Regions from separate parts of the Mus musculus genome. Here region 2 is linked to region 1. The links are chromatin contacts, called in public Hi-C maps. All regions are on one chromosome and are shown on one strand. Each heading gives the region's core, a stretch centred on a gene start, on an enhancer-like site or on the middle of the called end of the contact. The rest is flanking DNA. Distances are from core to core; before and after follow the strand shown. Region 1 has its middle 37 kb from the start of Gm51552. Region 2 overlaps Gm31278 (a long non-coding RNA gene).

Evidence for each region. A called contact is a pair of places that touch in the nucleus more often than the background predicts.
Region 2: a Hi-C map of liver shows a contact between it and region 1, with 4 times the contacts expected there. The contact joins two enhancer-like sites. A contact is called at or near these places in 1 of 484 Hi-C or Micro-C datasets (liver) and 1 of 115 datasets of contacts at active chromatin or transcription factors (kidney).

The regions. Positions count from the first base shown.
Region 1 is chr8:115,754,579-115,759,312 of GRCm38.p6, forward strand. No RefSeq gene overlaps it. Among named protein-coding and RNA genes, the nearest start is that of Gm51552, 37 kb to the left of the region's middle. Within about 2 kb of position 1,678, at least 32 of the 459 cell types and tissues checked have an H3K27ac peak or open chromatin away from gene starts, as enhancers often do. A contact at or near this core is called in liver, where this site is marked.
Region 2 is chr8:116,279,817-116,284,018 of GRCm38.p6, forward strand. The region is part of intron 2 of Gm31278 (a long non-coding RNA gene); the gene reads right to left. Among named protein-coding and RNA genes, the nearest start is that of Gm31278, 71 kb to the right of the region's middle. Within about 2 kb of position 2,700, at least 6 of the 459 cell types and tissues checked have an H3K27ac peak or open chromatin away from gene starts, as enhancers often do. A contact at or near this core is called in liver, where this site is marked.

The sequences.
Region 1 (4,734 bases), core at 428-2,927:
GCTGGTCATTCTTTCTATGGCTGAGTACTCTTCCGCTGTATGGAGACACCGTATTTGTTTATCCATCATGTGTTGATGGATGTTTGGTCTCTCCTTGCCTTTTGAATACTATGAATAATGTTGCTGTGACTGTTTTCATACAAGGGTTTGAAGTTCTGTTTTCATTTCTTAGGAGTGTATATCTAGAAATAGAATTGCTGGGCCATGTGGGTAATGCTATGTTTAACTTTTGGAGCAATTGTGAATATTTTAAGGACACTCTTTCGCAATCAGCCTTGGTATCCCATCGGCAAACATGTTTTCCACCCAACAGTTAAGCTAGGGGTCACTTCCTGAGACAGTACTGGCTTTCTGTGCAGGAATGAGAAAGATAAAGAGGGCAGAGGTCCTAGGAGGCCCTGCTCCTCCTTCATGGTAACAATTAGCTAGACATCCAAGAAAGCATTAGCTTTGGAATCCCATGTAAACCTCAAGGGGCTGACATTTTTTCCTCTCTCCCTCTCCCCCACCACTCCCATCCCCCCTCCCTCTGCCTCCCTCTCCTTTCCTCCTCCCTCTCCCCCTCCCTCTCCTTCCTGCTTCCCTGCCCCCTCTCTCTGGTGTATGGATTTGTGTGTCCAGGTGCAAACATATGTATGTGTGCCTGTGAAGGCAAAGGGAGTTGGTCAGGTGTCTTACTCTACCATGTTCTACCTTATTCTCTTGAGATAGTCTTTCTTTCACTGGACCCGAAGTTCAGTATTTTGGGCTGTGCTGACTGCTTAGTGAATTCCTAGATTTGGCTGTCTCATTCCTTCTATGATGGTATTATAGGCACTCATGCCCAGATTTTTTTCTTAATTGTGTGTGTGTGTGTGTATATATGAATATATGAGAATATATATGTATATATATATATATATATATATGTATATGTAAAACAGGCATCCAAGGAATAATAATACAATTCAATACAATACAATACAATACAATACAATACAATACAATACAATACAATACAATGTGGAGAAAACAAAACCAACCAAATTGGAATAGGACAAAAGATAGAAACAGAGGAAAAAGCATTAGAAAATCATATAGATGCATAGACACACATATTCACACATGCAAAAATTCCATTAAAAACACAAAATTAGAAGCTGTAAGATATATTTTCAGAGAAATGGAGGAGGAGAGGGCCGCATCTTTTTTTCAGGATTATCCTGTCCCCTGTTCTTACACTACATGACATTTGTCCCAACAGGTCTGTGATTCCAGTGGCAATGATCCTTCTACACCTGTGAGGAGAATGATGTTTCAAGGGGTTAAGCAAAGTACACATGATTTCCCAGCCCATAGCTGGAAGGGACAGGATGCAGAGGGAGAACTCTCCCATGTGTTGAATAGACATTGGTTCACGGCTGCTTATTATTGGCTGATCCTGTGCCTTGACCTTGGCCATTCCCACATAGACTTGTTTCATCTTCAGAGACCTTCAGCTTATGGAAAAGGAGTTTGGGGTGCAGTGAGGTCCTGCAATGTGTTCAAAGCAAACAGCTCCCTGAAGACACTGTAGGGAACTCCCAATTCTGAAGTCCCATTGGTTGCAAGTCTGTTTATTTGGCTCAGTATGGCAGCGGTTCATCTGTCCTCAGACCAGGTCCAGGAGGAATGGCTGCCAAGGAACTCACACAATTGCATCATACATTTCTGACTGTAGTCAACCATCTGTTACGGCATGAGGAGATTACCACATTAGGATAGAGGCTGGGGGCAGGATGGCTTTCTGAGTTGCTTATAGGTAGTGATTTTTCCCTATGATGAATTAGAAAGAGAAATCTTTGATGAGTTGGTAGTTTGGTCCAACAAGAGCTGAGGTATAATGCTTTGAACTAGAACACGTGGGAAGCAGGATTTACTTCCAAATATGTGTGTTGTCTAGGCTCAAGTATGTCTAAATAAGGATGGGTTCCTTATTCATATGCATTGCCTGTTTTTGTGTATATGTGTTCATAACACTGTGTAGAAGGGGTGGGCTGGTTTGGGGAAGGGACAGGGAACTCCCCGCTGTGATGGATTCTTCTAGGTCTCTTATGCAGGTGAAGCAAACTTCTGTGGGTCCCCTGGAACCACCAGGGTGGTTACTCATTCTTCTGGACTACCTGGCTCCGCTTCCAAATTCTGATTCAGATGATTTGTCGTAGACTCCAGAAACATGCATTTTCACAAGCTCCCCAGGGAGTCCTGATGTTCATGATATTTGGACCATACCTGGAGAATTTCAAGTTTCGAAAACATCAAAGATTGATTGACATATGTCAAACTTAAACATCTATCTCCACATGGTCCAATTTCATGCCCCCACCTTTTTTTTATGGAAGACAAAGAGCGAGAGATCTTTGGGAAGTGCATCTTAGACAGTACCCTCCGCAAGCCCTCTTTCTCCAAAGTCCACAGGAGTCATGAGGTCAACTGTATTTTTAAGGTTCAAATTCCATCTTGCTAAATGCCAAATTCTGGTTTCATACCGCACTGGAATGCAGCTTACATCCCTTAAAAAAAATAAAAAAGGTGTGTGTAGGAGGGGGTGGGATGGAAGACTTACTTGACAGTGTTACAAGGAGACAAGCTGGAAGCAAACATTTGACACTCCAGCCCTGGAATGCTGTAAAAATTTAATTAGGTGGATCCATTAGTCATGCCCACATACGGGTTTCATACAGGGCTTACAAAAATGCAGGCTGCTGAAGGGGCCTTTCAGACCTTCCTGTAAATGCCATTTCCCTCCTTATTGGGAAATGTGTTCTCCCTGGTACTTTGGAGCCAGGCTTTGTATTTGTATTTACAAAACAGAGTTAGGGTGAGATTAACTTTTTTTTTCACTGAAAGGGGCGAGGAGGTCCAAATGGGAGCCCACTTTTAATAAGGGAGTTTGCCCAGCCTGACTGCTTCTGATTCAGCTGGGGAACAGAGGTGATGTTGGGGTCCTGCCTTTGATTGCTTCCTGACTCTACTTTCCAGGTTTCAGGTGGCAGAAAGGAGGTCATGTGGGAGACGGCCTGGAGATGAGCCTGAGTCCTTTGTCTGTAGCTTGTCTTTGCCAAAGGGCCAGGATGCAACAAGTGTGGTTCTGTTTCCAAGTTGAAAAGATACAAGCAGATCCTCAGCTTCCAAACCAGAGTTTAGAAGGGGACTTGGAACTAGAAAGCAGACATTTGTAAAGTTTAAGACCTTCAATGCACATAGCTTGACTTGGAAGCAGACATTTCCTGCTTAGGAACACCCTAGTTTTGAATCTATTTATCCAGTGAGAGAAAGTGGAGGAGAGCTATTGTCAATATAACTAATCTGGCCTTCTTTGAAACCCACATTCCAGGAGCTTTATCCTCATTGGGGTGCTGAGCACCCGGCTGACTGACTGCAAAGGACTTCAGAACAATATTGTTTAGGGGGCAATGTCACCTGCAGATGGGTGGAGAACATGTCCTCCTCTGTGCCTATTCCTCTAATTTTTTTCATGTTATTCTTTCAAAAGACATGCATTTCTTAGCATTCTCAATTAAGATGCAGATTTTAATAAGTCACTGTTCCTGCAGGAGAGGAGGCCAGTGTCTCACAGGGAACAGGGCTTTCTAAGCAAATAACCACAGTGGACTTTGATACTAGTTATAGCATTTGTGAGTGGATAGGCAAAACATCAAGTGACTTAGGTCTGAGAGGGAGAAGGAGAGGGAGAGGGAGAAGGAGAGGGAGAGGGAGAGGCAGAGGGAGAGGGAGAGGGAGGGGGAGAGGGAGGGGGAGGGGAGGGGGAGGGGGAGGGGGAGAGAGAGAGAGAGAGAACGGTCACCCAGTTTGTGGTACTATACTGTTTGGGGAGGCTTAGGCTTTGGCTGTATGGCCTTCTTGTGTCACTGGAAGTGGCCTTGACAGTTCAAAAATTTTTGCCAACAGTTTACTCTCTGCTTCCTGTTTGTGGCTCCTGTTTGTGGCTCCTGATGTGAGCTCTCAGCATCCTGCTCCAGCCTATGACAGCTGCTTGCTGCCATGTTGGACTCTTACTTCCGTGGAACCAGGAGCCCAAGTAAACCCTTCTGTCTATAAATTGACTTGGTCATGGTGTTTTATCACAGCAAGGGAAATGTAACTAACACACACACACAAAACACACATATATGTATATGCAATTTTTTAAAAATAGTTTTTGGTCTTTGAGATTGATCAGTGATTAAAAGCTCTTGCCTCATAAGCCTTATGACCTGACTTCTACACATTGAACCCACAAAGAGACACTCCACCGAGTTGTTCTCTGTCTTCCACATGTGCACACATTTACCTAACCGCTGAATGTATACAGTATTAATAAACACAATAAAATAAAAATTTAAAGCTAAAAACATTAATCTAGACATGAATTAGTTTTTAATTCATTTAAACATGAAGAAATTGGGAGTCTCTACCTTTCCAGGGATGGGATTGCAAGTGCACTGGATCATACTTGGATCTTTTTATGAGTTCTGGGAATCAAACTCATGTCTTCTATGGCCTGAGTTGTATGGTAAGCACTTTACTAACTAAACTTTATTACCAGCCCTAGGACAAGCTTTCTTTTCTTTCTTTTATTTTTTTAAATATTTTATTAGGTATTTTCCTCATTTACATTTCCAATGCTATCCCAAAAGTCCCCCATACCCTCCCCCCCCACTCCCCTACCCACCCACTCCCACTTTTTGGCCCTGGCGTTCCCCTGTACTGAGG
Region 2 (4,202 bases), core at 1,450-3,949, 530 kb after region 1:
AAAAAAATATACCAGTACATGACAAGTCCATACAAAATGTACGGAATCGTATAGCCAGAAGCAAATTCATAGCTTTAAATTTTTTATACACATATGCATTTATTTGAAAGTCTGTTTAAATACTCTATACATGACATTTACACACTTTAAGTACGATGTGGACACAGTGCCGTCTGCATGTGAGGATGTGCATGTTAGGTTTTAGTCACCTGCATGCAATAGCAGAGTCAATGAAAACTTGAGAGAAGGGAGTGGACTGAAGAAGATATAGAATGGTAACTTAGTAAATTAAGAGAGAGAAGAGGGAGTTGAAGAGATCGCTCAATTGATAAGGCGCTTGCAATGTAAGCATGAGGATCTAGGTTGGACCCTCAGAACTTACACTTAATAAAAACAGGCCAGAATGGTACAATCCTAGCCCCATGCTTGCAATCCTAGCCCCAAGGAGGCAAAGACTGGCAGGTTTCTGAAATCACTGTCAAGCCAGCCTGGCTGACTTGGTGAGTTCCAAGACAATGAGAGACCCTGTCTCAAACATAACAGTGGACAGTGCCTGGGGAACAACATCAAAGGTGACCTCCATCTTTCAAACACAAACGCACATACATGCATGCTCTCTCTCATTCTCCCTCCCTCCCTCCCTCCCTCCCTCCCTCCCTCCCTCCCTTCCTCTCTCTCTCCCTCTCTCTCTCACCTCCTCTCTTCTCTCTCTCCCTCCCTCTCTCTCCCTCTCTCTCTCACCTCCTCTCTCTCTCTCCTTCCCTCTCTCCCTCTCTCTCACCTCCTCTCTCCTCTCTCTCCTTCTCTTTCTTCCCTCTCTCCTCTCTCTCTCTCTCTCTCTCTCTCTCTCTCTCTCTCTCTCTCTCTCTCTCTCCCTCTCCCTCTCCCTCTCCCTCTCCCTCTCCCTCCCTCCCCTCCCTCTCTCTCTCTCACACACACACACACACACACACACACACACACACACACACATACAACACAGCGCATCAGAATGTCTAAGACTTGGACTATGTAGCTAGACAGAAAATAAAGTCAAAGAATCCCCTCCCTCAAAAAACGAAAGGGAGGAGAATTGGGAAAGAAGGCACATAGTTCTATATATGCAGAAGATTGGAAGGAGATTTCTAAATCAGAGCATTGTACCAAATTATAATAATGTGTTTGAAAAATCACAGAGAAATGTTTGAAACATTTTCCAAGAGGCTATTAAAATCGATCCATCTGTCTAGATCAATAAGTATTTATTTTCAAAAACTGAAGGGAAAAAAGTCACACATAATCACTTAAACAAGATGTCTTGGGATCCAGGGGATTGAAAGGCAGGTAGTTGCAAAGATTAACTCATTTTCACAATAGATAACCTTATTCCAAATATACACAAAGGAAAGATAATTCTCCAATTTATTTCAAGCAGTGAGTATGGCTATGCCCCTGAGTTGAAATATTCTGAGGTACAAACTGCATTTCACTCTCATATGGGAATATAAATGAAAATGCTAAATAATATACTATTCACTGGAAATCCAGCAATATATTTAAATTAAATACTCACTGAGGAGACCACTGTAGCACCAAGAAAGTGCCATTTAGAAGCAGAGAGTCAATTAATAGATTGGTTCTCTTCTATCTGCCAAAGAGGAAAAAATATTTTTCATCTCAAGGAAGCCAAACTTTTATTTAATAAAAAAATCAGCATCAAATGAGAATAGCATTTTACCTAACAGCTCTCTTAATACCGTAAACAATATCCAACTACATTGGGTGAAACAGAGTTGCTCAAAGCCCAGAGCCAGGATGCTCACCTTGTGGTTCTGAGCTGCCTGGTGTGAGTGCTGGGAACTCAGCTCAGGGCTGTTGCAAGAGCAGCAAGCACTCTTGACCACTGAGCTTTCTCTCCACCAAGATAGAGCCATGTTAACAAAAATAAGTATATAAGCAGGTAAGGGGGAGGGGTAGTGAAGAAGGCAGAGAATGGCAGAGGGAGAGAGAAGATTGATCATGTACAGCAGCCTGTCATGTCAGTTTACCTTTGTGGCACATGCGTGATGGCAGAGAGGTTCCTCTTGTCATCTCCCCAGATTACACATGAGCTATTGAAAGCTCTGAGAAGTAACTCCCCAAAGGAAATAACACTTGGTATTGACTGAGTATCCAGTACTGGTACAGGCACAGTACTCAGGCCTTCCTTTCTAAGCAGCATCTGCTCTAATGCTAAAATGTTCCAGCCTCTAGTTTGGTGTACTGAGACTGGGACATTAATTCACCCCTTACCTGAAGCACTAGAGGCTGCAAATGATTCGGTCTGGGGGATTTCCCAAAGTGTAGCATGCTTGCACATGCATGATGAGATAGTTTTTAGAATCAGAGACAAATATAAGCAAAACATTTGAGAAGGGTTTCATACTACCTTATATATCACAAGAATATGATTTTATTAAATATCCTAAATGAGCCTGGATATCACCATGACCTGTCACATGGGATCAGGTGTGGAACTATCTATTATAGATAGGTCAGTGATCAAAGGTTCCTGATTTAGGACCTGTTGGTTTTAGATGCCTACTCTAAACTTGCCTGAGGTCACCCTGCTATCAACAGACAGGGACCCAACTCTTAACTGCTATGACACACTCATCTCGAAAGGGATGGCTCCAAGAACAGGTCACTAAGCCGGTGACCATTGGAGGTGTGGCTGCTGAAACAGGGCTAAGGTCAAAGGTGTTAGGAAGAGCTGGGGACAAGGTTCAATCAGGAAAGTACTTGTAGGCATAAGAGCCGGAGTTTGATCCCAGACACCGGAATAGCCAGGCATGGTGGCACTCACGCATAATCCCTGAAGAGGATCAAATTAGGCCAACTTCACCTACTCTGCAAGCTCCAAGTTCAGTGAGAGATTCTGTCTCAAAAGAATAAATAAATAAAATAAGGAGAGGGATGGAGGTGTCTCCATGGGTAAGGACACTTGGGACACAAGCATGTCAGCCTGAGTTTAAATCCTAAGGTGTTGTTACACCATCTCTCAGGAGATCCCACAAGTGCCTGTAACTGCAGCATCGTGGGGAAGACAAAACAATCACTGGGGCTGGCGAGGCTCTCAATCCAGCTCCAGGTCCAGACAGAAACCCTGTCTCAAGGGGATAAGCCAAAGCAGGACACCCGTCATCTTCCTTTTGCCTCCATATGCACACAAAGGTGCACACATGATAAAAACCAAGCTGAATGGCACCTGAGGAATAGCACCCAAAGTTGACATCAGATCTCCACATAAATACGCTTACACATGCACATATGCTTAAATATAGATGTGTGTCTGCACACAAACACACACATGCCCCTGTGCACACCCACACACATACTCGCTGAAAAAACAAAAACAAAACAACAAAAAAACCAAAGCAAATGTTAGTTTAAGTTCTTCAATCCTAGCTCTCCCACTTGGGTAAATCTAAACCGTTTGCCAATGACATCCCAAGCTGCCTTTCTATTGTCTACACCAGAGAGATGATAATCTATCTTGCTGCAGAGCCATTAAGAGGACTGAATAGGAATGGACCAAGGAGACACTTTGTTTAGCACTTGGAACATAGTAGATGCTCAGTGAACCTGTTTCCTTCCCCAGGAATATCTGGGGCAAGCCTTCAGTGGAGAGTTCACTGTGGTCAATTCAGCTATTCATATTCTCCCAACTGTGGTAAAATTATAGATCTGAAAAATCTCTTTGTAGATCAATTTCTCTGATTCTATTGAGTTATAGAGAAGCAGCCCACACACTGAAGCAAGAGGGAAGAAGGAAGGCTGCAGATGGGGTTGTTTTTAATTGGCCATGAGGAAGAATTGTTGAGCTATAGTCAATGTTCATCACCAATTTCTTCAGGAAGACTGTCATAACCAAACAGTCTATACTCACACATGCTGGTGGGAGCAAGTGAGTCCTAGGCTACAGGGGAGGCTGTTCTCATAGGTTGTATAAAACACAGACAGTTTTTAATTTAATATTTTCCCAGAGGTCTTTAAAAATGTTGGGTGTGTTTTAGAAATCCCAGAGTTAATGTTTGCCACTTTATAGAAGGCTATCATTTTTTTTGTTTGCTTATGTTCAAACACTAATCAAGTGACATGTTTAAGGTCTGAGCCAAGAGCCCAGGAGCTTATTAAGAAAAAGTCCAGAGGGGAGTGTTGGCAAATGCCTGAGTGTGGAAATA